Regions from separate parts of the Mus musculus genome. Here region 2 is linked to region 1. Evidence: chromatin contacts called from public promoter capture Hi-C data. All regions are on one chromosome and are shown on one strand. Each heading gives the region's core, a stretch centred on a gene start, on an enhancer-like site or on the middle of the called end of the contact. The rest is flanking DNA. Distances are from core to core; before and after follow the strand shown. Region 1 overlaps Stx18 (syntaxin 18). Region 2 has its middle 23 kb from the start of Zbtb49.

Evidence for each region. Capture Hi-C pulls out chosen DNA fragments and counts their contacts.
Region 2: a promoter capture Hi-C map of pancreatic islet shows a contact between it and region 1. The contact joins two enhancer-like sites. A contact is called at or near these places in 38 of 484 Hi-C or Micro-C datasets (the 3T3-L1 cell line, the AML12 cell line, the Patski cell line and 23 more), 3 of 115 datasets of contacts at active chromatin or transcription factors (embryonic basal ganglia, embryonic stem cells and neural progenitor cells) and 3 of 9 other capture datasets (adipose tissue, liver and pancreatic islet).

Annotation. Positions count from the first base shown.
Region 1 is chr5:38,114,476-38,119,007 of GRCm38.p6, reverse strand. Stx18 (syntaxin 18) reads right to left here. Exons shown (of 11, transcript NM_026959.3): 6 at 2,811-2,923. Among named protein-coding and RNA genes, the nearest start is that of Nsg1, 43 kb to the left of the region's middle. Within about 2 kb of position 1,772, at least 40 of the 459 cell types and tissues checked have an H3K27ac peak or open chromatin away from gene starts, as enhancers often do. A contact at or near this core is called in pancreatic islet, where this site is marked.
Region 2 is chr5:38,194,715-38,199,246 of GRCm38.p6, reverse strand. It overlaps a transcript of Zbtb49 not described here. Among named protein-coding and RNA genes, the nearest start is that of Zbtb49, 23 kb to the left of the region's middle. Within about 2 kb of position 2,191, at least 23 of the 459 cell types and tissues checked have an H3K27ac peak or open chromatin away from gene starts, as enhancers often do. A contact at or near this core is called in pancreatic islet, where this site is marked.

The DNA of each region.
Region 1 (4,532 bases), core at 523-3,022:
AGCCAGGAAACAGACAGCACATGAAAGCTGGGTGCAGGTCTTTCCCTGGCCTGTCTGGCCTGCTTCTCCCCTCCTCTCCACTTCCTTCAGAGGTGCACCCAGGCTAGGGCACCACACTGCCTATTTCCCAAGATCCCCCGAGCTCCTAGTCCTAAGTCTCCCTGCTCACCCCATCAATACCCTGTTTCCACCTGAACACCCAGCAGGCAGGCCCCAAAGGCCCAACACATTTAGGTATGTGGACTCGCTTCCCCCACCTTGCTGTCAGAGTGTACATGGAGCTGCACTCACCTCAGGCAGCAATGCCTTCCACCAGCTCTTCAGCCTCAAGGCTGTAAGTTTTACCAAGCTCCCATCCCACACACCCAAATGGCTGCAGAGTCCAAAATGTGACGGGAACACTCGTCACTCCATGGGGGTTGGAGGCGGTCCCCAGTGGCAGGGGTCTTGTGTCTGGGTTGTGGCAAGAGATTACTGTCCAGCCTGTCAGCTTCCATGCCACCTCTTGGCAGTGTCAGAGCTTTTTGGATATCATCCATACCATGGCCCACTCCAGCTTTGGAATGCCCAGTGGAGTCCTACCATGCTGAGCTCCAAAGGCAAACTTGAATTCAGCTGCAAACTTCATGAGGATGCCTCCCCAGCGCCTCCCCAGCGCCGTGCATGTGGCCTTTCCCACACTGGCCCCTCTGAGGCCCCTGGTCACTGGTGATGCTAGGCCCTTTAGGATGCTTATTTGTCACACAGATGTTCTTAAGAAACTGCCATCCCCTCTGGTTTTAGGGATTTTGCATTTGATTGTGTGTGTTTTCTTAACTTTTAACAATCAACTTTGGTTTGTTTGTTTGTTTGTTTGTTTGTTTTCTAAAGACACACAGAGAGGAAGGATGTGGTGTTGGGTAGGTGAGCAGGAGCTTAGAGGAGTCAGAGGAGGGGAGACATGATCAGAATATACTGTATTAGAATTTTTTTCAATTAATAAAGAAACCACCATTCAGATCCTTTGCCATTTCCAGCTGGGTGTGTTTTTAGCTTTCAGTTGAAAAGCCTGTGTGTCCACCCATGTGGATGGAAGTGCATCATCAGATTCTGTGGGCTGTCTTTGCATTCTCTTGGTCTCCTTTGAATGCAAGCCCCATGACTAGTGCTGATCTCCGTGCTCCCATGTTTAACAGCCACAGTGATGCTCAGTGAGCACCATGAGCGTAGGGCCCAGGGGCTCTTGTCCACATGTGCTCTGTTTCCTGTACGCTGCTCACAACTGCTCACAGCTCAACCAGTCAGAAGACAACTTTCTGATCATGTGGAGTCCAAGGCTGAGCATAGGAACACCACCACTCTCCTCACCTTCACAGGCACCACAGTGGAAGGGCGCTGGCATATGGACCTCCCTCACTTGTTTCCCTATGAGCCCAAAGAAGAGCCATTTCCACTAACTATGAAGTTCCAAGGCCTGGCACCACATGCAGTGTAGGTTTGAGGTCAGCAGTATAATTGGGTATCTTTCCATGAGATGCACTGTCTCTAGGCCCTCAGGCAGCACTGGCTTTTCCTGCTGTCACCAGCCTGAGTAGGTGAAAGACTGACTGTGGCTGCTGCATCCAGCTTCAGTAAATGGAGTTAGGATGCCCATCTTGTCCTCTGGGGAGCTGTGCCCATGGGACTGTGGGAAAGCCCTGGGCAGGCACAGAAGTAAACAGAGCCCCTGCATACTGCACCTCAGCAGCTCTGAGCCAGGAATAGGCTGAGGCTGTGCAAACAGAACCACCCACATGGAAGGCTGCTGTGCTTCTTCAGTGCTGGACTTTGAGCTGTTATATAACTTCTCTGACTCTTAGCTTCCTCGCCTATTAAAATACTCACAAAAGCACACACCCCCAAAGATCCAATGCAAGTCAGGCCTGTCACTCAGTCAGGATGTGTGGAACAATGAAAGGCTCCAAAAGTGCTGTTCCCACTGCACAGGGGGCCTCTGGCATCCTCCAGGGTGGTGAGCCATGATGCGTGCATGTGGAACACGTATGAAATGCAGGGAATCATGAGAGAGAGGTGGGCTTGAGAGCCAGGCCACACACCAGTGAGTCTTGGACCAGAGAGTATTTAAGAGCTTTCACCCTGGAAAAGTAGCCTGGGCTCTGAGCCTTTCTGGGTCTTCTAAAGAAAAGAGGCTATGACCCTCCAGTGGTCAGACACAGCAGAGAAAACATTCAGGCAGGCCTCACAGCTTCAGTGAGCTGCTAGGCAGTGAGCGGTGCCACACGAAACCTGCTTGCTTGCTACACCGTATGCAGGGATGCAGTGCATCCCTAGCCAGAGGTGCATGGACTGTACACATAATGAAGCAGTCCGTGACATTCTGATTTGATGCAGACTAGGCATTTCTTTGGCATGGATTGTCAGGAACATCACTGTCTGTGATGACAAGCAATACAAATCCATCCTTGCATCTTATCCCAGGAGCTGCCTGGCTGTGGAGACCCCTGAGAAAGCACGCTCCATGCTGGGGTAGTGTAGCTGCCTGCCACCAGTGCAGACTTCCATTGTGGAGGCTTACACCTGTCTTTAGCAGGAAGGCTCAATGGCGCCTCCTCGGTCTCCACCCAGCAGGAACACAGGACAGCAGCCCTTCTTCAGAGTCCACGTGAATGTGTGGCCCTCAGACTGAGCACTGCTGCCTCTCAGCTGCTTCTGCTTTAGGCGTCTATGCTCACCACCCCGGGTCAGGAACCGCTGCTGCCTCTCTGCTTCGTATTCCTGCGGACAGGTCAGAAGGAAGACGCGCAACGCAAGACTTTTATCCTGAGTCATACCTGGCAGCTCCTCAGCAGCAGGCTTTCCTTCAGAGTCCTGGGAAGCGTTCTGAGGGGCTTTCTCAGATGTGGAGTCTTTCCTCTTGGTATGTGGCTCAGGTTCCAGCTTAGATCTAAAGACAAGACTTGGAAGTTATTTATTTTACTTCCCAAACAGGATCCCTTTCTGACAACAGAGAGGGTCACGTGTGACTTGTGCACTTTTGCTCTGGCCCCTCTACTGGGTTCTAAGAGTCACACGGACACATCCCAGCTTCGTGGGAAGGTACCATGTTGACAGTACATGGCCTTCTGCATTCGAGCCACAGCCCAGTGCTTAGTATCTGCATACACCGAGGTTGCCCTGGAAAAGGACAACATACCAGGAAGTGGGTGTACAGTAAGCAGTACTTCTATACTAATTCAAAAATACTGCCAAAGACACTCACATACACACGTGCTGCACGTACGTGAACACGTGCAGTATCTTGAAATAGTTTAACTATGAAAGTACAAGTCTTTAACAGCCAGTTGAGCCAGGAAGCTCTGTGTTAAGCTTCCTTCTCACCTCTTCCTATACACCTCTGCCCACAATGTGGTCTCCTTTCCCACCATAGGGTACACAGTCATGTCTGCTACTTAAGAGATCTTCACAAGCTTTCTTCAAGTTTTAAAAATGTGAACTTAAGTATTACTTCTTTTTTATCACTAGTAGGTGCACATGTGTGCCTGCAGGCATGCAGTGCAGGTACGGAGCTCAGAAGACAACCTTTGTCTATATGTCTTCTCTTTCTACTTTGCTGAGGTAGGTCCCTCTCATTTCTCTGGGAACTTCCAGGTGGTTTCCTGTCTCCCCCTCCCATCTCACAGCAGGAGCACTGAGACCACACCTCCCATCTCACAGCAGGAGCACTGAGACCATACCACCCATCTCACTGCAGGAGCACTGAGACCACACCTCCCATCTCACAGTAGGAGCACTGAACCACACCTCCCATCTCACTGTAGGAGAACTGAGACCACACATGTGTGCTACAGAATCTTCTTTTTCTTTTCCTTTTATAAAACATGGATTCTGAGGATCAAACTCTTAGGCTGATGCAGAAAGTGCTTTTATCTACTCAACCATCTTGCTGCCATGCCCCGTTCCTCTGTGCGTGTGTGTTGCACACAGGTTTAGTCACCCATATGTTCATGTCTAGAGGCCAGAGATTAATGTTAGGAAATTTCCCTTAGAATTCCCTGCCTTATTTTTATTGTTGTTAGTTTGTTTTCATTATGTTGCTCTGGCTGTCTTGGACTCACTTTGTTGATCTGCTTGCCCCTGCTCCCTGAGTCCTGGGATTAAAGGTGTGTGCCGCCATACCTGACTTCCATTTATTATTTGCGTTCACTGTTTCCTGGCTGGCCAGTGAACCCCAGTGCTGAGATTACAGGTGAGTGAGTACCAGCATGCCCAGGCCATACATGAGAGTTAGGTAACTGAACTCTGTCCTTACACTTGCACAGCAAGCACTTTACCCCCAAGCCATCTGTCCAGGCCCCAGCATACACAACAAGCACTCCCCTGTTCCTCTGCATGCACTTGTTCCTCTTTGGAGTAGGTCTGTCTGTGTGAGTTGTGTGCTGCTCAGCCAGATTAGTGTCTGCATGCAGTGCTAGCTGAGATCTGCAAAGAGGCCCCTAAAGGGACCATGCATTTACTGAGTGTATGGCTTCAATGAGTGAACCTTTGTGGTAGGG
Region 2 (4,532 bases), core at 942-3,441, 80 kb before region 1:
CCAGTAGCTCCTCACCTTCATGGGTCATATCTGCCCTTGGTCCCTCACCTCATCCTAACATCTGTTACTGTTAGCTAGGCTACATCCCATAGTCTGAGTATCACAACTCCCCCACCAGGTCATCCATCACACTGATGGACAATCCATCTCTGCCCTCTGTGTACCCGGCTGGTAACAAGTGGCCCTTCGGTCTCCAGACCACACTTCCACTGAGCCCTCACCCCTCTCACAGCCACCATGTGCTGCCCTTCATGCCACTCTCTTCCAGCTCCTTGGGCTCTCGCAACTCTCCCCTCACCCCACCTGTGGTCTTGCTGTGGTTCTGAGAACACAGAAGCAAACAGGAACTTTCCTCCAACTCCCGCTCCCATGTCTACACCTGGTGACTGCCCAGTTCAACTGCAGCCCCCTCCCCTGCTCACTTCCCCCGGTGTCATTGCTATAGAATGCAGAAAGCCACTGTGCAGGCCTTTGGTCTCCTTGCAGGGGTGTAATCCTGGGGAATGTTCCACGAAGGCTCTGGCAGACACTCAGTACTTACTTGGCCAGTGGGTGCTTTGTGAGGCTTTTTCACTGGAATATGGCCCCCTAGATGGAGCCTCTGATTTTTCCTTCGAGCCCATCATTCAGAGCTTAGTCCCAGGACTTCACTCAAATGTTTTTCTTCAGTGACCTCTCTATTGCATCCACAGATTCTTAATCCCCAATTTGGGCAACTCTGAGCGTAAGTATTGCCCCCTTTCTCTCTAGGTCTATTCCTTTCTCCAGTGACTGGCTCAGACTCAGAATTCATCCTTGCTGATTCCAGTCTACATCTGAACATTAAATGTCCCAGAGTCCAGGCCCTGGATCTCTCCCCTTCTTCTTCGTCTACTCCCTATATCCCGGGACTACTAACTACACGTCTATTAGACCATGACCCCTTTTCCTGGACCTCTCAGAACTCTCTGGAGTTATATGACCCCAGTTCAGTTCAGCTCTGCATTGGGATGTTCAAAACCACCTTTAACTCTAGCTCCAAGGTATCTAACGCCCTCCTCTGGCCTCCACAGGCACAACACTCAGCCGTACACATACAGAGAAGGTTAAAGAAGTCCAATAGCTAGGGCTTGGTGAGACCCCCTGCCCTGCGCTGTATTGTATCAGCACCCCAACAAGGTAGCACTGTTTTCTTAGTGGGTTTAGCTCCTCACAAATACTTTCCTCAGATGTGTATTTAGTCACATCTTTCCGAGTGACCTTATTCTGTCATAAATTGTCACTGACATAGTTCCCTGTCAAAACCTCTATAGAAGGACATGTGTGCCAGGGGTGAGACTCTTAGGGTCCACCATATAACTCCCTTTGCCATCACTGCAAAATAAGTTTATTTTTTTAAAAAATCACTAGTTGTGTACTTGCCATATGTAAGTTTTATGATGTGTAAGTGATGCTGAAAAAAATAAACTATGAAAAATGAACCAAAAATTGCTGTCGGTACCAGCGTTCTGAATGCCTGTGTAAATGTCTGGTCCAGCATGCGTTCTTTCAGCTTGATGGTGTCTCTGACTGCGAGCTAGCTGGTGCTCTTCTGCCTTGGCTGCTTTTCTTGCAAGTTTCCGATTCGCCAGCAGATGGCAGCATCACCATTCACAAGCTCAGAAACATGGTCTGGCCTGGTGGCAAGGGCCTGTGGCTGCTCTGCCTGGGCGCTTGGGAATCCTTGGAGTTTCCCTGCCAGAGAACCAGGCACTTTTGCACCTTAGCCTCCTCAAGCCCTCTTGCAAGTCTGTGTGGAGAGAACGGTTCTGTCCCCACCCCAATTTGCTTGGTTACTTAGCAAGCTTACTGGGTATCGTCTACAACTCTGGGTTCAGTATCCACACTGAGATTTCCCTTATGGACAAGTCAGACTGAGGAATATTCCTAGCAGTTCCTGGCACTTCAGGTGCTCTGTACTTACTTGGCCAGGGGGGTGCACATGGGAGCAGCCACACAACAGTAGCAGTCTGACCTGGTGCAAAGTCCCAAGGGTCCTGGTTATTTGTGACTCTGGCTACTGAGAGAGTATGGCCCTAGCTTTCTAGTATACCCAGAGTCCTGGGTTCAATCTCCAGTATGGAGGAAAACAGATGGCTCTGTGAACCTTGAGCTGTGTGAACAATAGCAGACAGAAAAGGCCATGTAGTGCATGTATTACATGACTGTACGATTCTGTGTGAGTCATCTAGACTGGACAGGTCCCGAAAGACAGAAAGCAGATAGCCAGCTGCCAGGCACAGGGGAGGAGAATGGACATGTGAATGCTTAATGGGCCCAGGGTTCTCTTTAGGGCGGTTAAAACATTCTGGCACTAGCTAGTGTTTATTTAGGACTGAGTTGTGCTGATGCACTAATTTATGACCCTCCTGCTACAAACTGGAGACAAGGCCCTTTACCAAGGAAAGTAGGTTTAAACTGGTCATACGGGTAGGCCCGATGTGTTTGGTGTCCTAGTCAGAGACACCCGTAGTGTCCATGCCCACACCTCTCCCTTCTTGCCCCTCTCTCCTGCTGCCCTGGGTTTGCATTGTGCAGTACAGGCCTTACAGCGAACTGACCTAGTTGAGGTCAGACACTGTCCGGCTGTTGCTGCCACCTTGCCTCGCTTTCCTCCTCTGCACGGTGCCAATGGGGTGACTGTGCTCACCTCACAGGCTTTGCTGCCATGCTAGAAGTAGTGACCCAGGAGGCCAGAGTAGAGCCTGCAGGGCACATGGAAGGCTAAGGTGCTCCTTGCCGTTGCGTTTCTGTGAGGGTGGCAGGAGAGTGGCACTCTCACCTCTGTTCATTAATGTCCTCCTTCACCCTTCAATGGTACCCAGCCCATAATATGTATGGCACAGTCATGGGAAATGGAGAGTAGAGATGGGGTTTGTGGTAAACAACATTCCCTCCATGACAGTTGTTCAAATGGCCAGGGGTATTTTGACAAGAAATCTAAGTAAAAAATCAGTTACTAACATGGGTTGGACACACACACACACACACACACACAGAGTGCCATTGCTACACTGAAGTCCTAACCCCCCAGCACATCAGGATGTGACCTTGTTTGGAAACTGGGCCACTGCAGATGTCATTAGTAAAAAATGAGGCCATGCTGGAGGAAGGACAGGCTCCAGTGGCTGGTGTCTTAGAAGGACATTTGGACATAGGGACATGCACACAGCAAGAACTTCATCTGAGGATGGGCAAGATGCCTCCATAAGCCTGACAGCCACTTGGCCATCACAGTCCTCAGAAGGAACCAGCCAGCCCTGGCCATGGCCAGGTCTCCAGCCTCAGGCTGGCGATCAATTGGGCTTTCCTGTTGTTTAAACCACCAAATCTGTGCCTCTTGGTTGCAGCAAACTAATTAAGTTCCTGGTGTTCCAGAGATTCAAACACCAAAGTGTTAGAGTCTCACACTATTCACACCACACATGGGTGTGCAGGTTAATTGCTTAATTCTTTCGGAGTCAGGGATGTGCAGAAAAAGTAAACAGTATCTGGCCCAGTTTTAGGCTCAGGAGAGTCTTTAGGAATTACTTGCTCTCCCAGGATCCCCGGTTCTTGGCTGTTGCCCTAACATGAACTTGGAGGTCTGAGGATACCTGGCCTCACCCATGATGTGGGGAGGAATCATGTACCTGGAATATGCCTGAACCCCGGGAAGCTGCTACCCTATGTCTTCAACTGGGGACCCTTGCTGAGGAATACAGGGCTGCCCCTCAACCCTCCCACTACCACCTGTAGCTCCTGGAGCTACCATATTGGTCAACCCTTTGTCTATGGTGACCCTGAATACATATGCACTGTGTGCAACCTACGGTCATTTGGACCCCTCCAGGGCCTTAACCTAAGACAGGCAGGGAGGCCAAAGTATCCTCTGTGGGCCTGACTTTGCTGCATCTTGAATGATTCCTGGTCTATCCCCACCTGGAGAGGCTACTGAAGCCTCCCTGTCCAGTCCCATGAAAGTCAGGGAGTGTGGCAGTTCATCTTAGCTGTCAACTTGATGGGATTTAGAATCACCATGGAAACAGACCTCCAGGAATAGGGGATTATCCAGTAAGGGCTAATTGAAATGGTAGCAGCCCATTGTAAATACAAACAATAATACCATGGCTGGAGTCCCAGAGTGGATAAGGAGGGAGCAGGCTGAGCACCAGCAGTTATCTCTGCTTCCTGACTGGATGCAACTTGATCAGCCGCCTTCTGCTCCTGTTGCCCTGCCTCCTCTGCCGTCAAGGACAGCAAGCCCTGAGACCACCAGCCAAAGCAAAGGCTCTTCCTTCTTTAGCGTTTTCTTGGGCATTCTGTCATGGCAACAAGACAGGAGTTGAGGAAGGACAGGAGCATGTGTGAGCCACGGCACCCTCGGGGTTTCAGCCCATCCTTTCCTGTCCCAAGTCCTGTCATCCTGACCCACGTGCTGGAGCTACACCTTCTACCAGAGCCTGACCAGTGAGGTACAAAAGAACAAAATAAAGGAAGTTTTGAAAATCCCTTCCCCTGAACCAAACTACGCC